Regions from separate parts of the Zea mays genome. Here all the other regions are linked to region 3. The links are chromatin contacts, called in public Hi-C maps. All regions are on one chromosome and are shown on one strand. Each heading gives the region's core, a stretch centred on a gene start, on an enhancer-like site or on the middle of the called end of the contact. The rest is flanking DNA. Distances are from core to core; before and after follow the strand shown. Region 1 holds the start of LOC100273529. Region 2 holds the start of LOC100274231 (putative protein kinase superfamily protein). Region 3 holds the start of LOC100277295.

The links. Hi-C and Micro-C count contacts between places; a contact is called where the count stands out from the background.
Region 1: a contact with region 3 is called in a Hi-C map of tassel, with 1.9 times the contacts expected there. The contact joins the promoter of LOC100273529 here to the promoter of LOC100277295 in region 3. A contact is called at or near these places in 3 of 25 Hi-C or Micro-C datasets (ear, leaf and tassel).
Region 2: a contact with region 3 is called in a Hi-C map of endosperm, with 2.0 times the contacts expected there. The contact joins the promoter of LOC100274231 here to the promoter of LOC100277295 in region 3. A contact is called at or near these places in 2 of 25 Hi-C or Micro-C datasets (endosperm and leaf).

The regions. Positions count from the first base shown.
Region 1 is chr1:38,175,531-38,178,230 of Zm-B73-REFERENCE-NAM-5.0, reverse strand. LOC100273529 reads left to right here and starts at 1,318. Exons shown (of 24, transcript NM_001352341.1): 1 at 1,318-1,581; 2 at 1,669-1,992; 3 at 2,092-2,153. The coding sequence starts at 1,398. It overlaps LOC103634151, which reads right to left and starts at 480. Exons shown (of 2, transcript XM_008655747.3): 1 at 199-480; 2 at 1-121. The coding sequence starts at 440.
Region 2 is chr1:38,091,989-38,094,688 of Zm-B73-REFERENCE-NAM-5.0, reverse strand. It overlaps LOC100274231 (putative protein kinase superfamily protein), which reads right to left and starts at 1,366. Exons shown (of 7, transcript NM_001148602.1): 1 at 1,162-1,366; 2 at 767-927; 3 at 1-14. The coding sequence starts at 857.
Region 3 is chr1:38,491,187-38,493,886 of Zm-B73-REFERENCE-NAM-5.0, reverse strand. LOC100277295 reads right to left here and starts at 1,444. Exons shown (of 1, transcript NM_001360554.1): 1 at 639-1,444. The coding sequence starts at 1,245. The coding sequence ends at 838. LOC100274171 (SH3 domain-containing protein) reads right to left here. Exons shown (of 25, transcript NM_001360553.1): 25 at 2,112-2,700. The coding sequence ends at 2,634. LOC100275298 reads left to right here. Exons shown (of 4, transcript NM_001149413.1): 3 at 8-145; 4 at 259-516. The coding sequence ends at 300.

The DNA of each region.
Region 1 (2,700 bases), core at 69-2,568, 320 kb after region 3:
AACTTTTTGCAATGGACCAAGCCCTGCTAAACCTGCTGCATCACAACGAATAGTGAAGTATTCGTCTTCTCGCTGAACGGCACGAAGGATACGTAGGAACAAAGGACGATGCATCCGAAACCTATAAACGAAAATAAAGCAAAAAATTAACAAAACAAACCTAGAAATGAAAGTAAAATCATAACTTACGAAATGTACCTTCGACGAAAGACATGTGATGGATACACAGGATTAGGTCCGAAGTAGTGATGTTTGATGAGATTTTCTCCAGCAGCGTGGTCCCTATGGATAACTCGGCGAGGCAATGAGGAGCGCCTACGCCGCGTGCTCGTGTCTCCTAGTACAATGTGCTCAACATGTTGGGCAAGCAACAAAGTATCGATCTCATCGTCGGAATCGTCGGATGACGAGGACAACACAAGGCTTTTCAATGACTCCATGACGACCTAAACTACGAGTACGTACTACGGACTTCTTATGGAATGGCGGATGATATAGAAGAGGTGAGTGTGTAGATGAGTGGAGCATGTCCCCAGGGTACCTTATTTATAGGTGCCCTAGGTGTGTGAAGGAAGCCAGACGGTCGTGGCTTCCGGTAGAAGCCAGTCGTGTCGTGCAAGCCACTCGTGTCGTGTACTAGAAGAATGAGAATTTGTATTTCTAAAAAACATAAAATCGTACCGTATTTATACTAACGTATTAATACTAATTATTAAGTTCGCTAATTACATGTGGACCAAAATTCGCCCGTGTACTATGCAAATAATAAATAAAAATAATTTTAAGATTTCATGGTAGTTGAGTTAGTTGATGAGGAAAGTATATAATATTGGTGTGGCGGGGTATAGAGGATTGTTATAGGGGGAACCGCTGTAGAGCGTGGAGATATAGGGGGAGAGAGATTGCTGACGTGGCACGTGAGTGGGATATAGGGGGACAAATTTAGGGGGAACCGCTGAAGACAGTCCTACAGGGTGATCTACGAAATCTCGCTAGCAGGTCCGTAGCTATCCTATTCCATATCTCATATTTTAAACTTCGCTATGAGTAATTCTGTGTGTATTGGGTCTCACAAAAAATTTATATAAGTACAATACTTGCAATTTAATGTAGCAACATATAGTCACATAACAGTGTTAAATAACTCTGACTTCAAAAAGTTACAAACTACTAATCTTAAAAGACTGTTTATTTTATAGAAATAGTAATAATGAACAAGAGTTTGTACATGGGCTGAAAAGTTCATGTTGGGCTGATTCATACCGCGCGGTCCGCCAACCGCCATAAACACAGACTAGGGAGAAGGCGGCAACACCCACTCCATTTCGGCCACTTCCCGCCATCGACTCTTCGCGTCTCCGCCGCCGCCAGGCTACCGCTGCGCCGGCGGGTCGGCGATGGACATGGACATGGAGATGCCAGATCCCGACGAGCTCGAGTGGATGGAGAGCCACGGCCTAGTCCCTGAGGAAGAGGACGCCTACTTCGACGACCCCGACGAGGGCTTCGTCCTGGCCCCCGGCGATTCGGATCAACCGTGCAATTCCCCGCAGCCGCAGGAGTCCGCCGCGCCAAGAGCAAGTATGCAATGCACCCCTTTCCTTGTATATTAGAACCTAGCCCTCGTTTGTTTCTATTGCTAACGAAATTGGTCAAACGCGTGCGAAGATGAAGCGCCGGGCGGTTTGAAGCGGCCTCCGCCACCGCCACCGCCGGAGCAGGATGAGGAAGAGGAGAGGAGCAAGCGGAGAAACGTTGAGCAGGAGGACGAGGATTGGCTGCGCTACTCGCCGCCTCCCGCCCCTGAGATTGTCGTCGCCGAGAAGACAATCTCGCGGTTCGCGTCGGAGATCCATGGAGACTCTGTGCCCGTAACTGCTCCCAATGGTGAGAGAGTTTATGCCAAGCTTGCAATGGAGGGGTTGGTCGGTCGAGGAATTAGCGGAACTAGGCAAGGGGTTCAGTTCTCCAACCCAAACAGCAATCACAAGGGTTAGTTACTGAGTGATTTGCTCGCTCTTGCAGTAATTATTTCTCTCAAGATTCAGGATGCGTTTGGTCTGTTTGTTCACGTTGCATGTGTTTCCGCAGGCCTGCTCTCAGAATCCTTTGACTCACTAACAAGGCGTGCTGAGCAGGAGGCTTTAGCAAAGGTACACATGTAGTGCCCACATGTAGATGCACACGTTAGAAATACTCTATAGATCACACTTCATAGCTGTCCTTAACACGTCATTGTTTAGTTATAACTAAACTGGGAGCAGTAGTACAATATAAACTGAAGCCTAAGAATCAAACGACCCTATTTGGGAAACACTGGAAATTTAGCAGACATTGTTGAATATTAATGTACTTTGAAAAGATGGTTACTTTTGCTACTTGAGTTTTTTGAGGAAATTTTAACATTTTGCCCAAAACTGAGGTGTGTGTGATCTTGTCCTTGTGGATTTCACTATGAAATATTTCCACGAACATTCCACAAGTTAAATAATATTTCTAGCGTGGAGTGGTTTAGAAGACATTGTTCGATTCTGAGCATTGCATTGATCATAAGGTCTTCCAAGTGTACAGTATGGATAACCATGTCTCAACATGTACTGACTACTAGCTTAAGGAAAGGTTTGACTAATATTTTTTTATGATTGGTTATATACATACATGGTGTGATGATTAAATTATAAGCCAATTAACATACTTTTC
Region 2 (2,700 bases), core at 117-2,616, 400 kb after region 3:
TGATAATTCATGACCTGCACTTTTATCAGAGTTGCATCATCAATTTCTGTTAAGCAAAAGAACACAGACAGGAAAGAAATATCAGCACAGAAGTGCACTGAAATAGGATGGCAGTCACTTTGGTCAATGATATATAGTTATTAGGACTAAAATCTTCGATAATGAATGATCACTTATAGTAAACATCTTTATATGTTTGTTTGGCCGACAGAAATAAAAATATAGGTTTATCTTTGTGCAAGTGGTGTACAAAAGTCTATTGCTCTCATCATATTCCTAATGTCTAAGTCATGGTATAGTTTCTGTCAGGACAATAGGATCACTAATACAGGAAATGGCTACTAAAAAGTAATGTCTGCTTGCTACTCCTAGAGGTCTAGTGCTACTGGCTATGGTTTGCATCTCATTGAAGCCTCACTTGCGTGCAGCAATGCATGGATTACAAGAAAAAAAATACATAACAACACTGAGAGACAGTTTTGTCTTGAGGCCATGTTTGATACCCTGATGAATAATTTTCGTTATCATGATTATACTCATGAAGCATAGATTATCAATATTTTGGTATGTTGGGTGTACCAGTTGCTACTATGCCCTGCATCAACGTGTGGCTAAAAAAGAAAAGGAAATTACAATGTTGTCCACACTTTCAATGTAAAGCGACACAAGCACAAATGCACTGCAATTCGAAGATGAAATGGTTAAGTAACGACACTATTGAGCAGTGGTCTCCCCCTCCAATCATGTGCTCCCAAAACGGATGTACCTGAACGGGGAGACGAACCCGCGACGACCTGACCATTCTGATCTTGCCTCGACTTGGAGCCGCCTCCCAAGCAGCCGACCGAACTCCCCATGTTCCAATTCCCAATCCCGTTGCCTCCTCCAGAAGTCTATGGCGAAGCCAGCTCTAGTTTGAGTCCACGACTGCGCAGAGGGTGCGAAGTTGTTATTAGTAAATAAAAACTGTAAAAAACTTTTTTACTTTAGCGCGTCGAACTGTCGATAGACGAACTCCGCTCGTTCGCAACACGCTACAGAAACTGAAAAGGGGGGCGAAATCGAGGACGAAACGAGCAAGAATCTTGAGGAAACGCATGAAAATAGCCGGATTCGATGCGCAGTACTGCTCCCCGAAGTAGGCAAGAATCGGGCAAGAACCTGGTCGACAGAAGACGGGATCGCTCCCGCAAGCCAGACGCAGAAGCAGACAGCTGAAGGTCCGGGCTGTCTGGGTGTTCCGCCTCCGCGCTGGCACCGCCGGCGCACCGACGCCGCCTGTCCGAGGACAGGGTGGAGGGGGTTGGGGGTAGGAGGCGGCCGATGCCCGGCGTTTTTTTTTTACTCGATCGGCAGCGGCCCGCAGTACGCAGCCACCCACCACCACCAGGTGGAAGTCCACGTTTTTCTAGTCTAGCGCCAAAACCGGCGACCAGCGAACGCAAGTAGTACTCCTACGGTCCTACCAAGGCGGCGGTCCCAGCGCACAAGCACAACCGGTGTGGCCCGGAAATTGAACCCCGCCGAGCGGTTTCGTCCGCGCCCCGGCAACAGGCAGGCTGGGATGGTGCCGTGGTGGGGAGGCCGTCGCTGATCGTGGGAGTCGCGGACGGCAAGGCAAGGATGAGGTGCACTGCGCTGCGCTGCGCTGGTGTGCGGCCCGCGAGTCCAGTGTGCGGCCACGTCCACCCGGCACCATAAGTTTGGTCAACGGAAAATTATCGTGACATTTTGTTTTTCTTTCAACCTTTGGTCCAAAGGTCTTCGTTTCAAGCGGTTAGGATCAAAAGATCCAGTAGTAACGACTAACGAGCAGAGAATGGCGACTCCAACTTCGTATCACATTGGAGCCTGTTTATCACACTACTGTTATTTCTTAGGGCCCATTTAGATCTTGTCGTATAAACTTTAGAGTTTTATTTTTTTTAATATTTAACTTTTTTAGTCCTAAAACTCTAATACGAGATAGGCTAAAATTTAGAACTAGTTTTAGGCTATTTAATTAGAGCTTTAGCTCTAAAATTTAGAGTAGAAAATTTACGCAAACCCTTAGGACCTATTTGAAAGTGCATAATTTTTAAAAAACTAGTTTATATAAACTATAGTGATTCCAAACATATCAGTTTATGATTGATTTTTAGTTTTTTAAAATCCAAAAAAACTAGTTTTTCTAGGGCCATTCCTGATATTTTTGAGGCCTGGAGTGTATGGAAGCCCATCCATTCGTATATTTATATATGTATATATATATTATTTATTTATATATAAAATTATACACATATTATTGAATATTCAACATATAAAACACTATTGTGCAATGTTTTAAAGTTTATAAGGTGACAAATGTAAAATATAGTCATAAACACTTCAATGTTACTCGATATCACGTTTAAAATATCTTCTAACACTTTGTGATATAAAGTTGTCGATTATACCATTGAGATCAATCTCATCCAACAACTTCTTCACGATACGTAGAATCGCCAAACCATTTAAACTCTCTTGAGTCATTGTTGACCTTAAATAGTTCCTCAATTATTTCAATTTTAAAAAGCTTCTCTCTGTCAATGCAATCGTCAAGTGTATAGTAAATAATACTCAATGAGTAATTAAGACATTAGTTTAACAATCTAAACGACACAGGAGGGTAGTGCATCACTTTTTATGTATTTGTGTCTAAGGCACATATATAATTTACGC
Region 3 (2,700 bases), core at 195-2,694:
CGAGCAGACCGGAACGGGTTTCATCAAGATGGACAAAGCTAAAGGCGCCCCCTTCAAACTGTCTGAAGATCCCAATGCAGAGGAGCGACATGCTTCTTGCAGGGGAAACCCTGCTACCAACGAGTGGATCCCGTCAGCTAACACGGTAAGACTGGGTGAGCACAGTCCAGTTTATCCTATGCAGGTGCAGGGTCGGCTCCAATCGGCGTCTCTACTCACGAACGCATCGTTAAGCAAGTTGCTGTTGCTTCCTTTCAGGTGTACCCGGCGTCAGACAAGCCAAGCAGAAGCGACAGCTGAGGGACTGTATATCTCCAGCCATGAGAATTCAGACGGGTGCTTTCCACCATTACCATTAGAATAAGGAACCACACTGGTTGTCCACCGTATCTTTACTGTTCTGCGTCGAGATTCTTGTGATTCTTACATGGAACAAATTAAGCGTGCTACGAGTTAGACCTCTGTGTTCTGGCTGTAAATGGCAAGGAATAAAGTTCTAATCGTGGTTCAGCAGTCAATCAATTACTCTGTTTCTGATCCTAAGGCTCTAGAAACAATCGGACCTTCAAAATAAACTAAGCGAAAATTCTATGTCGTTTCGAAATTGCCTTTCAACCACACCAGACAGAAAGAGGTGGGGTGATAAAGATTAGAGCAAGAACATGGTATTTATTATATAGAGATTAGAGATACAAGTTGAAATGGTTGTTGATACAGATATTACCAAGAAACACCTACGAACTGCCTGCTGGTGATCGATTGATTTAGGCCTTCACTTCAAACTCGCTACGGGTAGCCGGGTAGGCAAGCAAGACAGACGAGCATGGAGGATACGGATCAGTCATGGTGCGCAGAGGCCGCCGCGGCGTCGGTGGACTCGGCCGTCGGCCGGACGCGGAGGCGTGCGAGCTCGGCGTCGATACGGCCGGTGAGGATGAGCAGGAACATGCGGAGGTCGCAGAGGAAGGACCACACGGGGTGACCGAACGTGGCGGGGCGGTTGCCCTCCAAGAAGAAGTGGCTGTACCACGCCATGCCGTACCCGAGAATGGGGCCCGCGAGGAGGACCGCGGCGCGGCCAGTGGCGGCCGCGAGCACCGCGCAGGCGAGCGAGGCCAGCGTGCCGAGGAAGTGCCACCGCCGCGTGCCCGGCTTGGAGTGCTGGCTCAGGTAGAAGCCCCAGAACTCCTCCATGCTCCCGAACTGCTGCCGCTTCCCCGCGGTCTCGCCGCCGCTCCTCCCCATCAGTCGCGGTCGCTGGACCCTTCCGCTCCGCGCTGCGCTGCTTCACAGGCAACGGTGCGTTGCGTTGGTGCCCACTGCGCAATCACTGGCTCTCTCTCTCCTTTATCCCTACTCTGATGCAGTCGCGATCGGGGTCCGGGGAGCTCAGCAGAAAGAGAGCATGCTGGAGCCTGGAGGCAGGCGATACAAGAAATGCCCCGCCTTGTGCAATGCCCGTTGAAAGCTGCTATCAGGAACGCCGTCGAGGAGACACGGAACCGACCGACCGGGCGACATTTCCTAAGGCAAATCAGCAAATCGGTAAATGGCCAGGAGCATGGCAACAATAGTTAGCGCAATTCCAAGACCATATTTTCAGAATAACTTTTGATCCAATCACGTTTTTCTACATCTACCGATGGTAGCGCGAACTGGAAAAGCAGCAGCCGCTAACAGCCCCCCGCCATAGACCAAATAGACGACCAGACCAGACAAGCCAAGGTTTTAGCATTAATCCATACCGACTTTTGTCTCAAAAGAATCTATAGATTGCAGCTGTAACAGCTGCATCAGTGGCTAACTTTAATCTAAAGCAAACAGCCTAAATTGTATTTGGTGCTGTGCCGGACTTCGGTACCAAGCTTTAGCCTGATGATCCTAAACAAAACTACGGCTTTATAGGATGTTTGGTTTGAGGAATGAACTAGTCCATCATCTTCTCACTCCTCACTATTTTTGTTTGGTTTGTGAAATGGAATAAGTTGATCATCACCACCTCATTCGTCATAATTAGTTAGTTAGTACTAATATGAGGAATAGGGTCATCCTACCAAATTTGAGGAATGAACACATGATGCACCACCTCAATTTGGATGTAGTGATTTCTTAAACCAAACACCCCCTTATAGTTATATACTCTGTAATCCACCCGGAAACAAATATACACAACATTAATGACACTATTTTACCACCAGAATCACACCATACACGACCAAAATAATATATGCCGGGGAAATGATGCCTCTACAATTTTACTAGAATATATATCGCACAACACGAACTGGAGACGACGAAATTGCCTTCTTGAACACAGACGGCAGCAAAATGGCACAGATGAACGGTTTAACCTCTGAAGAGTCTCCACCTTAGCAACAAAAAACAATCAATTGAATGACTAGTGGTGTGGGTCCAGACAAATCAACACGTAAATCTTTCCCAGGAACAGCACTGCAGCATCATACGAACCCCAAGATGACTGGATATGACCTGCTTCCACAAGGCCACGTGCCTATACGACGGGCACGAGTTTATGCGAAGATCTCTCGGGAGCATTCCAGTGTGCCTTTTTGTTAAGCCCATGAACTCCAAACAGCTTCCACAAGTGTGGGAAACGATACACACGGCTGTTATCATGAACTCACATACAGAACAGGAACCAGACCTGCCATCTTTCCATCCCTTCCAGGCCTCCTTTTC